Regions from separate parts of the Mus musculus genome. Here all the other regions are linked to region 2. Evidence: chromatin contacts called from public ChIA-PET and HiChIP or PLAC-seq data. All regions are on one chromosome and are shown on one strand. The core of a region is the stretch at or near the end of the contact, and the rest is flanking DNA. Distances in the headings are between cores, read along the strand shown. Region 1 has its middle 31 kb from the start of Gm13710. Region 2 holds the start of Zdhhc5 (zinc finger, DHHC domain containing 5). Region 3 has its middle 7.7 kb from the start of Gm13710.

Evidence for each region. ChIA-PET counts read pairs in DNA pulled down with a chosen protein or histone mark. HiChIP or PLAC-seq counts read pairs in DNA pulled down with a chosen protein or histone mark.
Region 1: an H3K4me3 HiChIP or PLAC-seq map of bone marrow-derived macrophages shows a contact between it and region 2, with 3 times the contacts expected there. The contact joins the enhancer-like site here to the promoter of Zdhhc5 in region 2. A contact is called at or near these places in 3 of 39 promoter capture datasets (cranial neural crest, frontonasal cranial neural crest and liver), 4 of 115 datasets of contacts at active chromatin or transcription factors (bone marrow-derived macrophages, microglia and pancreatic cancer cells) and 1 of 9 other capture datasets (macrophages).
Region 3: an RNA polymerase II ChIA-PET map of memory CD8 T cells shows a contact between it and region 2, with 21 read pairs. The contact joins the enhancer-like site here to the promoter of Zdhhc5 in region 2. A contact is called at or near these places in 14 of 39 promoter capture datasets (the 3T3-L1 cell line, the C10 cell line, the HPC-7 cell line and 10 more), 2 of 484 Hi-C or Micro-C datasets (B cells and CD4 T cells), 11 of 115 datasets of contacts at active chromatin or transcription factors (bone marrow-derived macrophages, craniofacial prominence, embryonic stem cells and 7 more) and 3 of 9 other capture datasets (adipose tissue, liver and macrophages).

What each region holds. Positions count from the first base shown.
Region 1 is chr2:84,536,707-84,539,854 of GRCm38.p6, reverse strand. No RefSeq gene overlaps it. Among named protein-coding and RNA genes, the nearest start is that of Gm13710, 31 kb to the right of the region's middle. Within about 2 kb of position 1,699, at least 8 of the 459 cell types and tissues checked have an H3K27ac peak or open chromatin away from gene starts, as enhancers often do. A contact at or near this core is called in bone marrow-derived macrophages, where this site is marked.
Region 2 is chr2:84,713,619-84,716,636 of GRCm38.p6, reverse strand. Zdhhc5 (zinc finger, DHHC domain containing 5) reads left to right here and starts at 1,473. Exons shown (of 12, transcript NM_144887.4): 1 at 1,473-1,654.
Region 3 is chr2:84,497,812-84,500,629 of GRCm38.p6, reverse strand. No RefSeq gene overlaps it. Among named protein-coding and RNA genes, the nearest start is that of Gm13710, 7.7 kb to the left of the region's middle. Within about 2 kb of position 1,514, at least 10 of the 459 cell types and tissues checked have an H3K27ac peak or open chromatin away from gene starts, as enhancers often do. A contact at or near this core is called in memory CD8 T cells, where this site is marked.

The sequences.
Region 1 (3,148 bases), core at 450-2,949, 180 kb after region 2:
TTTTTACATAAATCACTTAATATGATCATGACTGTAAATTTCTACAGTTGTACCATACAAGAGATTCTGACATTCACATTTTCTCAAAACGATTTGTCTATATTATATTTAGTGACTTCATATGGTGGTAATGGTGGTTTGCATGTGTGTGTGTGTGTGTGTGTGTGGTGCACAAGTGCACACATGTATGCTATCATTTACTTAATCCGTCTTTACTGGCCGACAATAAGGTATTATGAATAACTCACAGAGAAATGAGACTTGTGCTTGAAGCACTAAGGAAGTGGTTGGCAGCCCGCTCTCCCGAGGCAGGCAGGAAAGAATTGTTCCCTCCTTGGGGTGCCTGGCTAATTGCTACTTTGGGTTTTCATGACCTTAGGAAAATCACCATCCGAAACAAAATACTTGTGACTTGTTTGTGTAGAAGAACCTCAGTCTGGATGCTACTCATCCTGGAGGGAGTTTCACTAGAAGGGGGACTGCATTACTCAGGTTCCCTGGAGGTGGGGGTTGGTGCCTAGACTAGGGGTGGGTTTCGGGAAAGCCCCAGGTAATCTAATCACAGAGAGGAAACTGGGCTACAGCCTCCTTCCCCACTGCATTCCAACCACCACAGGTTACCTAATGCATCATCCAGGAACTATGTCTCTTCAGTGTGTCATCTGAGGTTCAGAATGGTTCTAGTTATAGGAAGAGTCTATGTGGGCCCTTTGTTGTAAACCTGATTGACAGGTAATAGGCTGCAATGGAAGGAAGTCTTGGGTTAAATTCTTCCTACCTTTGAAATTCTGCCAAATGAACTTACTTCTTAGCAAGCAAGCAAAGGGGGTTAACCCATCTATCTGTATTGAGGCGTAGTTCTGGTAATCACCCAAATGGATATCTTTTATCATTGTTATACTTTATTATTATTAAAAGAAGATATGTGCCAGGCGTGTGCCACCACGCCTTTAATCCCAGCATTTGAGAGACAGAGGCAGGTAAGTTTCTGAGTTCGAGGCCAGCTTGGTCTACAGAGTGAGTTCCAGGATGGCCAGGGTTACACAGAGAAACACTATCTCGAGAAAAACCAAAAAAAAAAAAAAAAAAAAAAAAACTAAAACATATTAATGGTACCATGTCAAATAATCCAGGCAGCACTATCTGGACTCAGTAAGCTATTTAAAAACAATTTAAAATGTAGAGTTGGGAGGGGATGTGTTGCTCCTGGGGCCAGAAGAGTTGGGGGCAGAGGGAGTCGATATGATCAAAATATGTGTGCATGCATATGAAATTCTCAAAGAACAAATAAATAACACTAAAACTAATCCCGAAAGACTTCAGTCAAAGGTTCTTGGGGAATATCTAGCTCAAAAATTGCCCAAAGAAGGGAGGCTGCTTGCTGAGAGTTACATATAGCTAGGGAAATGTAGGGCCGGAGAATTGGTCTTTCTCAATTAAAAAATATCCTAAAATTACCCATGTGGCCATAGCATTGATCTGCTATTCCAGGTTTTACTTGATGTTCTGAATCCCCTTGGGGGATTGTTGATGACATATTCACCATCTAGGATGTGCACAGAGTCTCTGCATAGTCTGAAGAGTTCTTCTCTTCTCCAGCGGAGATGATTTCCCAGCTGTCTCCTTAAGAGCGTTGGAAGGAAGAAAAAAAAAGTTCATTTTGATAGCCCAAGTGTGGTGTCATCGGTGGGAGGAAGTAAAGCTCTGTTTCCATGGGAACAGTATAGAGTTTTCAAGTTGGTTTAAAGAATAATAATAAGCTGAATGTTAGGACTGAGACCATCCATATCCCCATGGCTTAACCACGGGGACTTAACCTGCTTTCACTAATTGTTCCAGGGAAACCAAGCCAAGGGAGAGGGTTGTAAACCAAGAAGCAGATTCATGGTGGCTTCATGGATCCATGCAAGTTACTTACCCGAGGACACTGTAGTCTCTTCTCAACAAATAGCTCACTTGCCAAGACCAGCCTCCTGCCCCATCCCTTCCTGTGCCAGTGATAAGTCACAGACTTCATTTAATCCTGACTTGTTTTCTGCCTTGAAAAGAATCTACATAAACCCCTGAGTCTAGTCCTCTAAATCCTGGGAATGTTTGTCATTGAACGCCACCCTTAGATATTCTAGAAAAAGTCTATTAAGGTAGTAGTCTTAAAGAAGTTTTAAAACAAAGCTTTATTATTACTATTACCTGCTACGGTTATTACCAGTGTTACTATTGTTATGGTGTGTGAGAGTGCACACACACTCCTGTCTCAGTTCACTTGTGGAAGTCAGAGGACAACTTTATCCTGCTAAGCCACCTCATCACCTCAGCTGAAGGCCTTTTAGCCACTGCAGGCTAAATGAGCTTACCTTTCTTTGAGCAGTGTGGCTTTTTGAAGTTATTAGTTGACAGAGTTACTGGAAGACATTTTGCATTCTCCCTCTCCTTCCCCCTCTCCCTCTCCCTCTCCCTCTCCCTTCTCCCTCTCCCTTCTCCCTCTCCCTCCCCCTCCCCCTCTCCCTCTCCCTTCTCCCTCTCCCTTCTCCCTCTCCCTCCCCCTCCCCACCCCCCCTCTCCCTCTCCTCCCTCTCTCTGTGTCTGCCTTTGTGTATGTGTGTTTATTTTTCCTTTTATTAAAATTAGATTTTTTTCTCACATAATATATCCTGATCACAGTTTCCCATCCTCTACTCCTCCAGTTCCTCCCTGGCCCCCCTCGCATTTGGATCTGCTCCAATTCTTTCTCTCCTCAGAAAACAAACAGGCTTCTAAGGGACAATAATAAAATAAGACAAAACTAACATACCTGAATTAGACAGAACCAAACCAAAAGGAAAAGAATCTAAGAGAAGGCACAAGAAACTGAGATGCACTCATTCGAACACGCAGGAATCCCATTAAAAACACTAAACAAGAAACCATAATCTATACACAAAGCACCTGGTGCACACACAAGCAGGTCATGAGTGTGCTGTCCCAGGCTGTGAGTTCAGATGAGCTTCATTTGTGTCACTTACAGGGCCTTTTTTCTTGGTGTTCTCCATCCACTATGGCTTTTACAGCCTTTCTGCTCCTTTTCCCAAGAGTTCCCTGAGCCCCTAGAAGAGTGATTCAATGGTGACATCCCTTTTAAGGCCAACTGTTCCCAAGTCTCTCACTCTTT
Region 2 (3,018 bases), core at 224-2,723:
GAATTTACCCCACAGACGTCTTCGCCAACGGATTTTTCAAAATAAAGTTCCACTCCTTAAAACATGTATGCTCGTAACGGTTCCAATAAACGCTGCATTTAAGCCAGTAGTAAAAATGATAAGGGATAAGACTAGAGTCTAAAGAAAAAAGGGTAGATTTTTTTTTTTCTTTTCTTTAACTGGATGCCTAAGGCTGAAGTGTCAAAGTTAAATCAGTAACATTTGAAGTGAAGTCAAGGAAACAATGACAGGACTTGGAAATAACCCTGAACGAGACCTTCGCTTCAGGGAAGCGGCTCGGGGATATCTTTTTGAAGGGCTGTTATGTAACAGAGCTCCTTTACAAATGAGAGGTGGCCTGAAGCTGTAAGAGGAGAGCCCTATGGCAAAGCCACCGGGTCCACAGCCGTCTCGGCTTAATTAGGGCAAAATGTAGTGCCGCGATCTTCGGAGAGTTAGCCAGCAGCTCGCCAGGGACAGGAGCTATTCTAGAAAGACTTTTCTTTTCAGCCTGCTTTCTCAAATTGGGTGAGGTCAGGGCGCCCATTCCTCGTGTAGTCGTGGAGGTGTCTACGCCTCGCACCGCGCACTCCCAGTGCTTCACTCCATCGGCAAGCACTGTAAATCTAGGGATAGCAGCCGAGCTCCTTCATCTAACCCAGCCTTGGACAGAACCCTCTCCTCAGACTGTTCAATGGGCCGTGCGCCTCCTTCCTCCATAGGTGAGGCCATACCACCACTCAGGAATTCTGCCACGGTCTGAGAATTTACCCCACTGACGCTTTCGCCAACGGATTGTTTTAAATAAAGTTTCAGTCCTTAAAGAAAAAAAAAAAAAAAAAAAGTGTGTGTGTTGGAGGGGCTGCCCGACCGAATCCTCACACCAATGAATGAAGAGGCAAGGAAGGAAGCCGGAAAGGCTTAACGGTGATTGGCTATCGTAGATGCTTTTCAGGACTGTACCAGGCCAACTCGGAGGAGGCTGGTGAACTAAGAAAGGGCATCTGCTTGTTTTTGAGCACTTCCGGTACATACGTAGAATTTTTTTTGCTTAAAAGTTTTTCTTGACTACACTACAAATGGGAAAGCGGACAAAATAAGAGAAAGATCTCGCCAGACCAGTTCCTCGTCCCCAAACCGGCGCAGTTCGCCATGTCCCCTCTCCCGACCATCCAGCCAGACACGACGGCCAGGCGCGCGCGCTCCCGTGTCACTACGTGTTTGCGGCGCCGTGCCCCTGCAGCCAATCAGAAGGCGAGGTCGCCGCGGTCGCCCGCGGTCGCGCGCACGCTCTAGAGCGCCGTGGGGGCGGGGGTTAGGGGGTGAATGGAAGAGTGAACGGGGGCGGGCTCGGCGGCGCGAGCCGCATGAATGAGAAGAACGTGCCCCGCGAGAGACGTCGCCCGCGCCCGCGCCCGCGCCCGGGAGCCAATGGGAACGTCGTGAGGCTACAGACCGGAGGCTGAGGGCAGCGGCCGCGCGCCGGCCGCACAGAGGCGAGCGTCGGCCGTCGGGAGCGCGCGGCGGCGGGGCGGGCGTGGAGCGTGCGGGGGCCGCGCGCTGCCTCTCAGAGGCCAGACGGCACTGCTGGGAGGCGGCGGCGACAACGACGGCGGTGACAACGACGGCGGCGGTGACGGGCGCCGCGCCGGGGGTGAGTACCGGGGACGCTGGCCCCTGCGGAACCGGAAGTGCTGGGCTAGTGAGGTGGGAGGGGAGAGTGACCTCTAGGGAAGGGGGACCGCGGAGGGGAGGAGGTTAAGGCCCTACCCCTCCTCGGGCTGTACGGGCCCCGAAACGGACGCCCGCAGACTAAGAGAGCCGCGGCCGCCCGCCGGGGCTTGGACCCGGTTGGTGCCCGGCTGCCCAGTTGCGGAGCCGCCGCCCCTTCCTTCCCCGGCCCGCGGTTCTCTCAGCTCCGGCGGGCCCTGCGCGCGGTGGATTCCGTGTTTTCTGGGCCAGGGGTAGTCAGTCCTGCCCCCGGTGATGACTCCCACTGCTCCAGCTGCCGGCCGGGGACTGTACTCCTTTTACCGCTCCGCGGTTCAGGCCCCTCGCCCTACACTCCACTGGTCCTTATTTTGGTTAGAGCTTCGTCCTGTGGTTACCTGTTCTTTCTCCCATCCATCGGCTGCTTCTCCCTACCCCCCACCAGCCAGGTGCTCCATGCTTTTATGCTTTTAGTACTTTGTACTTTATTTTACAAGTAGGGCTTGAATGTATCTGACAGTATTTTATCACTAGCCGTCTATTCCTGGGGAAGTTTAAAGTTCCTTAACCAGTTGGCCAAATGAAACCACTAAAACGAGAAACAAGAAAGTGACTAAAGTTATTAGAAGTAGTCGTAGAATAGATACATGTTACATTGCAGACCATTTTTGTCCTCTTGGGTTTACTTCCTGGTTAATGCCATCTTGTCCAGGATAATCTTAGGTTAGATCTCCATCCTTTTATCCCAGTGTGAGCCTGCTTTGTATCAGACAGATCTGTCCGGTGCTCATGAATGCATACAAATTCATCTAGTGTTTGTAAGAATTCTATCGCCAGGTACTTGGGCACCTACGTCGATCTGTAATAATACTCTTTTTAAACTTCTTCTTGGATCTTTCCTTCATAGCATGTATTCATTCTTCTATATGACATCTCCATTTCTATATATTCAAATTTAGTGTTCTGTGCTATAAGGTTTGGTTATTTTAACAAATAATACATGTGCTGTCCACTGCACTGCTCCAAAGGAACTACTTATATCAAACCTTATGAAAGTCTTCAAACTACACATCTTGAATTGTTTGTTGTTGTTTTGAGACAGGATCTCTGTACATAACTGTTGCTGCCCTGGAATTCACTTTGTAAGACCAAGCTGATTTCTAACTCAGAGTTCTGACTTCCTGTGCCTCCCAAGTGCTGGGATTGAGGTCGAGAGCTACCACACCTGGCTCTGTATTGTTTGTTTTATACATACATATTTTCACTCAGTGATTTTTTTCCCCCTCAGTCAGCATGTGTCACGAACAT
Region 3 (2,818 bases), core at 265-2,764, 220 kb after region 2:
GTGGAGCAGGTCTCCCTTATCCAGTTGTAAAGTGGTTGGCTATCACCATAACAGCCATGCTACTGTTGTGTTAGTGGACATTTTGCCTGGGAGGTTGACATGCTCCACTTTGTCTAGTAGAAATTGTTTAAATTCCAGCTGGGAGCTTCTACCTTGCTTTATGTTATTGAGTTTCTGGATTAAAAAACACACACACCACCTTTATATTTACAATAAGCCTTAATTAGCACAATAGCTGGGTAGCTGCCTACCCTCCCTGCTGTTAGAATCTACTTTCCTATCAATAACCCCAAGTTATTACTTACTACTTACTATGTTTCATCTGGGCTGCTCTTAGCTCCAATAGGGCAGACCTCAGGGCCATGGTCTCTTGACCCTTATCCCATGGTGGCTTCTTTTCTCTTCTCTCCTGCATGTTCTTCCTCCTCATGGTGCCAAGCCTGGGAAACCTAAACCCCACCTATGTCTCTTCTGCCCAGCTATTGGCTGTGGTCATCTTTATTTGCCAATCACAGTTAACTGGGGGCAGGGTCACTTACCTAGCCTCTTGGACTCTCTCATCTCTGGGCAACCAGTTTTGGGGGCCCAAATTAGCATTAGAATACAAGCAGCAATCAGGCCAACCCACTCTATTTTGAAATCTATTTTTCTGTATATGGATTTTGGAGTCTGTGTATTTATATCTCACTCCAAAGTAAGCTGAAGCAAGCATTAGGATGTTTTTCTCTTAAAATGCTGAGAAATGAGACATTCTTTTTTTTTCTTATGAAGGACAATATTTAATTGGGGCTGGCTTACAGGTTTAGAGATTCAGTGCATTATCATCATGGTGGGAAGCATGGCAGCGTCCAGGCAGATGTGATACAGGACAAGTAGCTGAAAATTCTACATCTTGATCCAAAAGCAAACAGGAGAAGCCTGGCTCCCACATGGCTAGGAGGAGAGTCTCAAAGCCCACCTCCACAATGACATACTCCCTCCATCAAGGTCACACTAACGCTAACAAGGCTTCCTAATAGTGCCACTCCTGGTCAAATCACCACATTCCACTCCCTGGCCCTTATAGGTTTGTCCAAACATAGACATCTATGGGGGCCATACCATAATATAATGCATACCATAGCATAATGCAAAATACATTAGACCAACTTCAGAAGTCCCATAGTCTATAACAGTTTCAACAGTATTAAACATCCAAAGTTCAATGTCTTTTCTGAGATTCAATCAGTCACTTAACTGTAGTCCCCTCTAAAGTAAAAATAAAAAAGCAGATCACATACCTTAAACATCACAAGACACACATTACCATTCCAAAACATCATAGTGAGGGAATAATGGACAAAGCCAAAAACCAGCTGGGCAAACTTCAAATCTGTACCACCAAAGTGGTCTTCAGATCTCCACCTCTTTTCATCTTTATTGATCACAACAAACTTCTTTCCCCTGGGCTGGTACCACTTCCTGTTAGCAGCTTTCCTCGGCAGGTACCCATGGATCTTGCATCTCTAACATTTTGAGGTCTCCAAGGCAACTTCAACCTCACAGCTTCCTGTTCCTGATCATCTGAGATCTACACACGAGCTTCTGGACTTTTCAAAAGGGCTTGGGTCACTTCTCCGGCTCTGCCCTCTGGAGCACTCTAGGCTCTGGTTGACTCCACTTCACAGCTGCTGCTGTTCTTGATGGTCATCCCATGGTATTGGCATCACTAATATGCTGGGATTTCTCATTGCAACTAGGCTTCACAAATAGCCTCTCTCCCTTAATGGTGCCAAGTCTCAACTTTTTTGCAAGATCCATTCAGTTGTGGGGTGAGGCTGTACCAGTGGCCTCTCACAGTGCCAAGCCTCAGCTCCTCTCCATGACCCCTTCATGCCTTCAAAACCAGAAATACTTGCGTGATTCTTATACATTACCAAGTGCAGCAGCAGCCTGAGTTACAACCTTGGCTATCTCTGGAAAACAGCTTCTTTGTGCTCTCAGAAAACACTTCCCAGAAGATTTCACCTCAGGGATGCTAGTGTCTTATTAATCAACACTAATTTTTTAGGTCCAGCTAACCAGCATCAATTGTCCCAGTAGTCTCCTACTCTTGATTCTAAAGCCAGAGCCACATGGCCAAAGCTGCCAAGATCTGCTGCTTACTGGAGCTGGAACATAGTCCCCCTTATTCTGTTACCAGCTTTCTGTTTTCCAACTCCTTCACTGCCTAAGCTTGGCTGTCTTGGAACTTGCTCTGTAGTTCCAGACCTTGAACTCAGAGATCTGCATGCCTCTGTCTCCTGAATGCTTGGATCTAAGCTTTTTTTTACTTGGAACTTGCTCTGTATTAGGCTGGCCTTGAACTTGAGATCTGCTTGCCACTTTCTCCTGGGATTAAAGGTGTGCACCACCATTCCTGGCCCTAAGTTTTTTATGACCATTATTCCTCAAGATTGGGATCAGAAGGCTCAAGATCTGGATCATAGTTGTGCTCTCTGTTTCCAGATTGTAGTTCATTTCAGATTAAAAGTCCAAATGGGAACAATAACCAAATCCCTTGTTCATCTGCAAAAGCGTAAACAATAAGCTTAGCAGGGTGGGACCTTGCATTGAGGTCACCACTCCCTTAATCTGTTTATTTCCTTGAACATAGGATTCAGCTCAATTTTACTTCCTGGTGCCCCTTTATTCTTTGAACCATATGTTTTGTATTTTTCTTTTCTCAGTTTGCTCCTTTTCATTAAAAATGTTCTTCAAAGATGATACTTTAGTAACCACACAACAAAATTTATACCAGGCTGTTTTGAGAATTCCTTTGTCAAAGCAATTAACTGAA